Linked DNA regions of Mus musculus: all the other regions are linked to region 2. Evidence: chromatin contacts called from public promoter capture Hi-C data. All regions are on one chromosome and are shown on one strand. The core of a region is the stretch at or near the end of the contact, and the rest is flanking DNA. Distances in the headings are between cores, read along the strand shown. Region 1 holds the start of Rpl24 (ribosomal protein L24). Region 2 holds the start of Tmem45a (transmembrane protein 45a). Region 3 holds the start of Cmss1 (cms small ribosomal subunit 1). Region 4 holds the start of Pcnp (PEST proteolytic signal containing nuclear protein).

Region 1 (2,710 bases), core at 124-2,623, 920 kb after region 2:
CTGCTTTGGGAAACAAGGTTTTATGTAGCCTAGGCTGACTTTGAACTACTGATCCTCCTGCTTCTACCTCCCAGACACTGGCATTACATGAGTGGGCCACCATGCCCACTTAACATATTTCACATCTGGGACCACTGTTTACTATAATACCCAGCTAGAATCTATTTAACGAGGCTCACACATGCCAAGCCTAACTATTAGCTGTTGTCCTAGCACCACACCTCCACCCAGAGCAACACCTACCATCCCCTAAGGGCCTCTTCAACCCAAAATGAAGCTTACAGAGAGGAATCATTTCAAATTTCAACACACAGCTTGGAAGGCTATGGTACCCAAGGCCACACTAACAAGTTCTGCTACTGTCTGATGGTTTAGTTCAAGAGCACATTGCATAGTTTTGTTTAACCAAAATTTAACCTGGCAAAATCTGACAGTGTAACTTTAAAAGAGGCTACTAGCAAGCTGCATTCCACTTACCGACTGCCCTTTCTTGTGTTTCCTTCTGTAGAGGACAGTCCAGTTTATCTGCCGAGGATTCCTTTTGGAAAGGAATGCTGACTCACATTTTGCATTAAGAAACTGGAAAACCTGCAGTTAACAAATTCAAATTAGTCATCCTTTTACACAAAGTGGAGACTGACGTCCTCCTCCAGCTTTATTCTACTTCTCTCTTCTCAATATATAAATATATAAAGGAGGCAAGAGACCTCTTTGTGACACAAATGACAGGGTGGCATCAATGCTACAGTCTTCTCAGGAGCCGAAAAATCTACACTAGTCGCAAAGGGTCGGGTGGCGCTAAACTCAAAGAAATCTGGCTCTGAGCCCTCTCCGACTCCAAAAGACCTGAAGCCCATTTCCCTTTCCCATTGGTTACATACAGCACTCATTTCCAGCCTGGTTTACACACCATCCATATTCCCTCAAGTTTCCCATCCCACACGCGGTCCCGGGGCCTTCGGGGAGAGAGGACCGTCCTTCTACTCCCAGCGTCCCGAGCCGCGCTCGGCCCAGCCGGCCTTTACCTTCCCGTCGGTCCTGGCGTAGCGCCGCCCGTGTCCCGGGTAGATCTTGTACCCGCTGAAACTGCACAGCTCGACCCTGGAAGGAAAAGGCGAAGCTCGTTAGTATGTGCGCTGCAAAGAGGAGCCATCCCCGGTAGCTCGGCCTCAGGATGGAGGCGGATTGGGACACCGGGCGCCCGCTTACTTCATGGTGATAGATGTCGGCCTGCCGGGGTAAAGATGGCGAAGAGAAAGAAAGAATCATGGGAGAACCTTATAGGGCAGAGGGAGAGAATCTCCTCCCTAAATTCCCTTCCTTGACCCCGGCGCCCAGAGATGATGTCACTTCCGAGCGCCCAGTCTGTTTCCTAGCAACAGCTTTCTTCCTACAGCATTGGCGGGGAGTGGGTTTGAGGTGTTCGTTTAAGGTCCAAGTTGGTTCTTGGCTTGGGTTCTGTGCCATTTTATTTCCTCCAGGCTAGTGTTCTAGAATCTAAAGCCAGCATTTCGCAGGATTTAATAAACAAGAGACAAGGATGTTCTACGTGTCTTTCCTCCTCTTACGAAGCCCAGACCAGTTTTTATCTCGCAGGTAAAACCTGAAGGTCACTTTTTGCATTTGGCTTTGGATTATTCCTTGAAACAAAAATAAATCGTAGCGGCCTGCCGGGCAGTGGTGCCGCACGCCTTTAATCCCAGCACTTGGGAGGCAGAGGCAGGTGGATTTCTGAGTTCAAGGCCAGCCTGGTCTACAAAGTGAGTTCCAGGACAGCCAGGGCTGCACAGAGAAACCCTGTCTCGAAAAACCAAAAAAAAAAAAAAAGAAAAAGAAAGAAAAAAATCGTAGCGGCCGACAGCGTGGCCCAGGGATAGCACGAGTGGTACGCAAAACCCTGAATTAAATCCCCACCTCCAAAAAATATTAGAGCCCGCCACTGTGGGGCAAGCTTTTAATCTCAGCTCTCTGAAGACGCACTGGCAGGCTGGTCTACATAGTAGTAAGAGTTCCAACGGTACATAAATAGTGACCCCCTGTATCAAAAACTAAAAGTAATTAATCACTAGTTCAAATAGATTGCCAACACTTGTAATACGAGCACTCAGGAACTAAGGCGGGACTACTACAAGTTTGAGGCCAGCCTTGGTTACAGTGTGAGACCCTGTCTCAAAACCTGAAGTTACGAGTTGGAAAGGTGAGCAGGTTAAGAATACATACAACTATTGAAGACGACCAGAGTTCAGCCACCTGTAACTCCAGCTAGCTGCCTGACCCCGAACTCATGAGTGTACTTACATACACACACACACACACACACACACACACACACAAACACACACACACACAGGCAAAAAAAGAAAAAAAGAAAAAGAAAAAAAAAAAAAAAGAAAAGCTATGCTAGCCAGCCGGTGGAGGCACAGCCTTAATCCCAGAAGAGTCAGGCTGGTCACTAAGACTTTTGAGGCCAGCCTCGCCCACAGGGAGTTACAAGACATCCAAGGCTACACACAGACCTTGTCTCTAAAAACCGAAAATAAAATAAAGGAAAAATAAAGTTATTTTATGGGGCTGGAGAGATGGCTCAGCAGTTAGGAGCGCTGGCAACTCGTCCAAAGGACCTGACTTCAATTCCCAGTACCCAGACGGCAACTCAATAACTGTAAATCCAGTTCCAGGGGACCTGGCACCTTCTCATAGACATACATAC
Region 2 (2,705 bases), core at 17-2,516:
GTGAATAAGTTAAAATATTTTTAAAAAGAAAAAAAAAAGAAAGAAAGAAAGATAACGCTTCACAGTGGTCTAACTTCTTCCTATCATGTCTTGACGTTAATGGTTCCACTTTCTCAGGCTTTAATACATGTCCTCTGTGGACATTCTAGGTGCAGACTGACATCTTCAGCGTCAGTGGATTAGAAGCCAAGCCTATGGCCTCACCATAATGTGGTTCCCTGAATGCTGGGATTTCTAGTGGGTCTACCTTCTGTCAGCCTTCCAGAGTCTCTTCCTTCTGGCTTCTGTAGATGTCCAAGGGGGCCAATTATGTATAGCCATGAGAAACTTGAATCTACATTCCTGCAAACGGAAGCAATCTTTTTTTCTTTTGTGAGGAGCCTGTCCTAGTAGTCAACAAACATGATGTCTGTTGACGGTAATGTATGAAAAGCTAGCTAATCCTTCCTTGATGACCAGCCCATTGTGAAGCAGCTTCCCATGACAGAATGTGCACCACTGAGCACAGATGATTCTGAAAGCTCACCACAGGACACGAATGACTTCATACACAATCAAACATGTTTGGTGCAATTCTACAGTCCTCAGACATCAAAATGAGAGTTCGCGATGTCTTCCCAACCATTACTCCTTTCAGCTGTAAAAGATCCTCAAGCATTTCCTCCCCACCGCCCTTTTCTTTTAAGCTTTTTTTTTTTTTTTTTTTTTTTTTTGCACTCACCCAGGGCTTCTTCACAGAAACGACCACATTTCTGAATAGCTCACGTCTTACTAAAAGGTTCATTATTCCTGAACCTTTATCCCAAAATAGCGCTCTCGGACACCCACTTTTCTTTTGCCAGAGAAGGTGTGGATAGAAAATCTTTGAGGCGGGACTGGACCGCCCATTTGAAGGCGTGGGTACGGTACTTCTCCAACCCCTTCTATTTGGAAATGCCTGCCCCCTTAAGCTACTCATCCTGATTCTTGTCCCAAACGATAACGACCCCCCTGCTTAAACAAACTAGTCCCTTAGAAGGCCTGCCCTCACGGACCAAGGGCAGGGGCAAGCTCTGAGTTCTAGCGACCCTTCCAACTACCCCACCCCAGACCCCACTGCCACGCAGTGCCACATCAGCGACTGCACAGCGCGCCCAGCTAAGTTCCTTTCTAGGATGCGAGTGGCCCAGTGGGTGGAGGCAGATTGAGCCCGCAGGAGTGGCGGGCTGCTCCACCAATCGGCAATCAGAGAGGAGGCTTTGCCTCCAACTGCAACCCCAGTCAGTGCCCCGCCGGGGAAACCAGATGAAGCACATCTGGACAGCTGTGCTGAGAAAGTTTGTGGGCCTCTTCCAGGCCTGCCACCCGCAAGGCACGTCCCCCACGTAGCCTCCTGCTAGCCACTTACTACTTAATTTTTTTTTCCCCAAGAAGCAATAAGCAACCCACGCTTGAATCTTTTTCTCTCCCTCCCCCCCACCCCCCATGTGAGGCGAGGCCACATCACATTCAACACAGTTTAGTTTTCATGGGGCTTTGAGATCAAAAGAACAGAAACAGCAACCAAAGCTCAGCTGCCTTCTGATCCTAACTGACAAAGTGGGGAGAGTAAGGTGTGCGCAAACAGGACAAGTTGGGTAAGTTGTGGAGACTTGGGGACATCTTCCTCCTTGTCCTGCTGAGCTCTCTAGCCTGTGCCTTTGCTCTTCTTGCCAGACTTCTGTTTGTTAAGGGGAGAAAAACATCTCATGCTGGGAAAGACTGTAAGGATATCGGGCTTCTTTCTTTTCTGTTTTTGGGGAAATGTTTGGTTTGCATTTTAAAATTGATGAGGGTTGGAGAGTTGGTGCTCATATAAGATTTCTTGGGAACAAAATTTTGACTGGTGTTTTGTTGTAAACCTTTCTTCATCCTAAAGTTATTCTTCTCGACTTCTTCTCCTTTCTTTTCCTCCCTTCTCCTTCTCCTTCTTCCTCCTCCTTCTCTTCTTCCTCTTCTTCTCCTTCTCTTCCTTCTTCTAACTCTTCTTCATTCTCTTGCTCTTCTTCTTCCTCCTCCCCCTCCTGTCCTCCACTATTTTGATGGATGACTGAGAAAACTCTCTGGTGTATTTAGAATTAACACAACGTTTGACAAATTATTTAAAACTTGAATCTTATAAAGGACTTACTGGATCCTTCACTTAAGTTTGTAGTTGAAAGTGCCAATATCATATCTCAAAGAGGGAGATCTAAATTCCTCTTAGGTTACTAACAAAATAATTAAATAAGTGATAGACCTCTCTGTGTGTCTGCAATCCTATAATTACATACTTAACCTGTTGTTCCATCAAAAATAATATCCACGGTGTTTATTATACGTGCGCGCTTACAGATAGTTCTACTTTATACGTCATGATTTAGCAATGAGGTGGTGGAAAATGCTGACCTGCTGGTGGCTCAAGGCCCATTCCTTCTGAAACATCTATGGTTCCCTCTGCCTGAGTAATGTTCCGAAGTTCAGAGTTCTGTTGCATGCTGGTTACTGTTTGGGGAAGATTTGACTCAAGTAGATCTTTAGCTTCTGGCTCTTAAAGCACCATTTGGGAATTTAGAGCAGAAATGATTACTTTTAGAGCATGTTTTTGTCCACAAAGGTAGAACAGTTTCAGAGGATTTAGAAATGCTGGGTTAGAAGGGTATTATTGCAAAGAGGCAATGAGAGTTAGCTCGTCTTGACCCATTCAC
Region 3 (2,700 bases), core at 193-2,692, 720 kb before region 2:
GTGACTCACTTTGCCTGCCCTTATGGTGGGTTATTATCAGCAAAGCAGCACTACATTTTGATCTTATAGGTCAGCTATTAACATCACAGCTCTTAATGTCACAGGGAATTTTAGAAAGGTCAGGGTGGTTTGTAGTCTTTCTCAGAATTCAGTGTGGGGCAGGGTAGGGGGATTTCTCTGGAAATTGCTATCTTGTTATGGTTATTTTTCTAAGAACAGCTCATTTTGTTTTGGCAGCTGTAGACTCAGTCATTTTGACTGCTATGTTTCTGAAAGTCCCTTCAGAGGGGAAGAGGCTGGGTGGTCTTGAACTTATTTTGGATTCTACAGTACCAGATATGGGTGTTGGAGTTGGAGGTGGGGTTAGGGTAGGCTAACTTATAAACCCAGATATCTATTTACTGGTAACAAAACAGTTAAAGGGAAGATACAATTTATATTGTTTATTCAATAGAGCTTGTATTTTTTTCTATAAAGGGTGAATTAGCAAATACACGAAGTATGAATGTATAGACGCACCATATTAAAGCCACTCTTTCTTTCTGGTTAGTTTATGTTGTCCAAAGCGTTCTACTATAAAAGTAACTTATGAGCACCGGTACAAACAACTCAATCGCTGCATTTGGCCTGTGGCCTTCCTGACCTCTTAATACCTGTTGTCAGGCAGATGGCTAATGGAGATGACAGAAACAAATGTACTGTTGAATAAAACAATTCTCCTCCTCCTCCACAGGATGTCTCTGCAGAGTCTTGGGTGTCCTGGAACTCCCCTGTAGACCAGGCTGGCCTTCAACTCAAGGAATCTGCTTGCCTCTGCTTCCCAGATTGCTGGGATTAAAGGCGTGCGCCACCACACCAGGCCCCAAGTTCTATTCATGTTCCAAGGGCCATGGTACTGAATGGGACAGATCACAATCCAAGTCCTCTAAAGAGAATATCAAAACCTGATTAAGTATTTTAAATAGAGAAGTGGTATGTTTCAGGTCTTCAGGATATTCGTCCCTCTTAAGTTGTAGAAAAAGAGCAGCAACGTTCACATGTACAACCAAGTTCCGACATTCATCGTCAGCAACTCTCAGGTGCGTTTCTAAGGACAAACTGCACAGGCGCTGGAACGCCAGAACCCTGACAACCAAGTGAAAACACATCCACGTGCTCGGGTCTCCTCCCGCGGTGCAAGCTCTTTGAAATCCAACAGAGAAAAATCGTCTTAGCATCCGTTCTTGCACTTTCGACATCGGCTTTTCGGCCATAAACCAAAACAAAATACTTAAATATTAAAAAAAAATAACCCAAACCGATGGTAACTCTTTTCTTGTATTTCTAGGCTCAACAGAGCATTTATTTGGAGTTTCTAGGCCGATCTTGAACGTCTGAGCCTGTGTGGAAACGGCGACACCCCTGGCTGCCGCAGCTGGGGGGGCGTGGCGTCTGTGACGTCATCTCCAGTGGCGCGGGCGACGGAGTTCCTTGGTTTTTCCGCGTGTAGCGTTGCTAACGCCGCCAGTGAAGCTGAGCCCAGGAGCGCGAGCGGCCGCCTTGCTTTCATCTGGTTGTCAGTTCGCGTCCGGGTCTCACGGGGATGGCAGACGATCTGGGAGACGAGTGGTGGGAGAACCAGCCGGCAGCCGCCAGCAGCCCAGGTAAGCTCTCGCCCGCCTCCCTCGTTCCTCCTGCCCTGGTCCTCGCCTCAGCTGCCTTACCCGCGTGTGGCAGTCGTGGCGGTCTGCCCGGAGGTGGAGCGCGGAGCCGTGGGAACATGGGACGGCGCGGGAACTGGGGAGGGACAACACCGTGTCACACGTGGAACGAGAGGGACCCCGTCGCCGCCTGCCAGTCTGAGAGGGCTACTTCCTGCGCTCTGGTTTTCTAGACTTTTTACTATTTTCTTGAGACTAGATAGACCGTTTCTGTACAGTTTGTCATAGTGGTTACCAGTAATCCCTGAACTAGGTTCAGATTGGGAATTCAAATCACAGACTCTGATACTCCGACACATTCTCCTTTTTCCTCACGTGTGAAAGGAGTAATTCTCTCCAAAAAATTGTGAAGATGTAGTGAAGGTAATTTAAAGTTGTATAGCACAACACAATTTTTGGCGTGTAGTATATGTACAAAATATTAAAGTAGCGTGTTCTTTATCATGTGTAGTTCGAGCCAGCAAGGGGCTTAACTCTTCTGCTTTACAGCAAATTCTTTTCTTTTCTTTTCTTTTCTTTTCTTTTCTTTTCTTTTCTTTTCTTTCTTTCTTTTTTTTTTTTTTTTAGACAGGGTTTCTCTGTGTAGCCCTGGCTGTCCTGGAACTCATTCTGTAGACCAGGCTGGCCTCGAACTCAGAAATCCGCCTGCTTCTGTCTCCCAAGTGCCGAGATTAAAGGTGTGAACCACCACTGCTCGGCTCCAACAGTTTCTATTATGGTGTACTATGTGTACCCATTCTGTGTGCAGTAGGCATTTTATTTTCAAGTAAAGTAGCATTAAGTAACCCCCCCACTCCAGTGGCCTTGAACATTTCATGCCCCATAAGACTTAACCATGCGATAGCTACTTCTATTGTTACTGTCTCAAGTCACCCTCCAAGGATCCAAGGTCCACCTGTCTCTAGTTTTAGATGGTAGGGTCAATGTCATATTTCCATTTATTTTGATCTCAGTACCATCTCACATGATAGCAAACAGAGTTAACACGTTTAGACCATTT
Region 4 (2,700 bases), core at 140-2,639, 860 kb after region 2:
CAGTCCACTGATATTTTATGGAGAAGTAAAAGCAGGTCTGTGGACAGCAACACTCAATGTTGCTTGGAGGACAGAATGAACTATATTCTCTAATACTGGGTGTATATTACAGGCTAGGAATTGACCAAATTTGGGCAGAGGAATGAGTATAGAGAAAAAGAAGTAAGAAACAGATGAGGCTGTAGCATACTTGATGCATGGATTTCATTGACACTAAATGAATCTACTAAAGGTTTCTAGGAGAGGCAGGACTTAACAGGTGTTTCCAATCTGGAAGAGACGAGTCCTGTATTTTACTGTTGAGTATAAGACAAGTGCTGGTGCTAGCACAGAGGCAGGGAACGCTACAAGACAACTCTTGTGCTGTTCATTGTGTCCATGAAGGTTAAGAGACAAGACTGGCACTAGCTTTTATGATAAAACTCTGTCGGATACTTTTACCTTGAAAGAATAGGGCGATTTAACCAGCAGACAGTTTTACTCCAGACAGTTTTATAGGAGTAAAGAAAACTCCTTGAAAAACACCAAGAAGTGAATAACTTCTAATTCAAAGCAATTCCGAACGTTGAAGCTGGGCTGGGGCGTATTTTAAACGTTATTAGAGAAGGGATGAGTGGAATAGGGTAGATACAAAGCCGACATCTCCAAACTGCAGTAGAGCAAACTACCCTTCTCCGTAAGAAAGACAGCTCCTGCCCTTCGGAGTGTAGCCGGGGATTTTGTTTGTTTTTTATGTATTTTTTTTTAAACAGGTGTTTGAATATATGCAAGTGAGTGTGAACTCTTAGTAGTCGGATTTCTGGAACTGGAGTTATCAGTTAACTGTAGACCACCCAACTGGGAATTGAACTGTCCTCTGAAACAGCAGGAAGCGCCCTTGACCTCCACGTATACCTATTTCTGCTTTTAATGTTTGCTTGCTTGCTACAACTCTCACGCTGAATTTTTCACGAATGCAAAAGCCGCGGAAATTTCTTCCGCCCCAATTTCCGTAAGGCTCTACGACGTGATCTTCCATAAGTCTCTTTTCGGTGTCATTGCACAAATGGAAACGATAATTGCACACCGGACCGCACTGGACGGTGTCAACACTAAGACAGCGTCCGTTAACTGCTGACGTTTCTCTGTAAGAACACAGCCCTATCCCGTAAAATGAAGGACCAGCCGCGACCACCGCTGAGCGTGGAAGCACCTAGGATTGAACCCACCGTTCCACGATCGGTGAGTCCGTACTAACCCGGACGTGCCATCCCACCGCCCAGTCCTCCATAGCCGTCACCACACACCTCGTTCCAGCCAACGACGTCACATCCGTCCCCGTCTCGGGTTCCAGGTCCTCTCTAGGCTGCGGCCTCGCTGGCCCGCCCGAAGCTTTGTGGTTGCTGGGCGGGGCCGTGACGTTCTTGCCCGGGCTGCAGGGGGAGGCCGCGGCGAGGAAGATGGCGGACGGGAAGGCGGGAGAGGAGAAGCCAGAGAAGCCGCAGCGAGCCGGAGCCGCCGGAGGTGAACACAACCCCAGCGTCGCGGGCTACGGGGGCTACTCCGGCCTTTCTTTGGGGTTCCCAGGGCGGGTTGGGGGGCTTTCCGGCATCGCAGGAGCCGGCGGAGCTGGCGCTCGCCCGGCCAGGGGCTGGGCCCTGATGAGTGCCGGGCACGCCCGGTGTGGCCCGCGGGGGAGATCGAGGTCCGCGTCGCCTAATCAGAGAGGCCGCCGGTTACCACCGGGCGGTGCGAAGGGAGGTGGGAGCTTGGCCCGGGAGTCCGAACAGCAGAGAGCTCAGGGCCCGCTGCGCACTCAGGCCGCCGCACGAGCGCCGAGCCGCCGCGGGCACTGGCCGCATGCCGGCTTTCCGAGGTCGCCGGCCTCTCGGTTACACGTAACGAGGGTTGATGCTCTCTTTTTCGCTGCGGAGGTGGAAGACCCCAGCCCACTCTCTGCTGTATTTTCAGACATAACATTTATAAACCCTGCGATGGCATAAGTCGAGGCGATGCAGGGGAGAGGGGAATCTGGCTCAAGCAGCAAACGCTTGAAATTAGGGTTTGATTCGCTTTCTTTCCGGTATCTTTCTTAGGCTGCCAGCAGCGGAGTCTATGTCAGATATTTCGTTGGCGTGGTAGGAAGGTGTGATCTTCCTGTAATTTGTCGCGAAATTAAACTCAGATTATAGCTATCTTTTCGTTCCTCCTACCCCCGTAATTTTTGATGGTGTACATAAAGGAAAAGAAATGCGTAGTCTCTTTTCCCCTACGCCCTTTTGTCGGAAGGATAATTAGCACATGCTTAGAATGTTTTAGCCTTTCACTGTTCTGGCTTTCTTCGGGCTTATCCTTGAAATACTTAAATGTGAGAACATATAGGTTCAGTATCGCATAAAGGCCAAAAGTAGGGTCTACCAAGTTTGTTAATTGCCGAACACCCCCGCCCCCACCCCACCCCCGGTTTGAGCTAGGAGCTCATTTAGCTCTGGCTTCCTGAGTACTGGAATTACAAGCCACGGCCACTTTCTCAGGTCTCTTCCTCATTTTGTTTTTTTTTAAAAATAAACTAGTAAAATAGCTAATGATTTTAGTTCTTACTTTAGACCTTCTATATGTTAAAAGTAGTTTGAGGAAAAACTATAGCCTAAAGTATCTTGGGGTGGCCTTGAACTTAAGGTCCTTTTGCCTTGACTGAGAACATCGTTTTAAGGTACTGCT

What was found. Promoter capture Hi-C pulls out the DNA fragments that hold promoters and counts their contacts.
Region 1: a promoter capture Hi-C map of the 3T3-L1 cell line shows a contact between it and region 2, with 6 times the contacts expected there. The contact joins the promoter of Rpl24 here to the promoter of Tmem45a in region 2. A contact is called at or near these places in 4 of 39 promoter capture datasets (the 3T3-L1 cell line, cranial neural crest and maxillary cranial neural crest) and 1 of 115 datasets of contacts at active chromatin or transcription factors (embryonic stem cells).
Region 3: a promoter capture Hi-C map of hippocampal neurons shows a contact between it and region 2, with 2.2 times the contacts expected there. The contact joins the promoter of Cmss1 here to the promoter of Tmem45a in region 2. A contact is called at or near these places in 4 of 39 promoter capture datasets (the 3T3-L1 cell line, embryonic stem cells and hippocampal neurons).
Region 4: a contact with region 2 is called in a promoter capture Hi-C map of stem cell-derived epiblast-like cells, with 4 times the contacts expected there. The contact joins the promoter of Pcnp here to the promoter of Tmem45a in region 2. A contact is called at or near these places in 9 of 39 promoter capture datasets (the 3T3-L1 cell line, cranial neural crest, embryonic stem cells and 6 more).

What each region holds. Positions count from the first base shown.
Region 1 is chr16:55,964,938-55,967,647 of GRCm38.p6, reverse strand. Rpl24 (ribosomal protein L24) reads right to left here and starts at 1,373. Exons shown (of 6, transcript NM_024218.4): 1 at 1,210-1,373; 2 at 1,026-1,101; 3 at 478-588. The coding sequence starts at 1,214. Gm6958 (MLV-related proviral Env polyprotein-like) reads right to left here. Exons shown (of 1, transcript XM_001480210.4): 1 at 2,600-2,710.
Region 2 is chr16:56,884,724-56,887,428 of GRCm38.p6, reverse strand. Tmem45a (transmembrane protein 45a) reads left to right here and starts at 1,266. Exons shown (of 6, transcript NM_019631.3): 1 at 1,266-1,616.
Region 3 is chr16:57,605,609-57,608,308 of GRCm38.p6, reverse strand. It overlaps Cmss1 (cms small ribosomal subunit 1), which reads left to right and starts at 1,442. Exons shown (of 10, transcript NM_025599.3): 1 at 1,442-1,643. The coding sequence starts at 1,583.
Region 4 is chr16:56,028,406-56,031,105 of GRCm38.p6, reverse strand. It overlaps Pcnp (PEST proteolytic signal containing nuclear protein), which reads left to right and starts at 1,389. Exons shown (of 5, transcript NM_001024622.2): 1 at 1,389-1,503. The coding sequence starts at 1,440.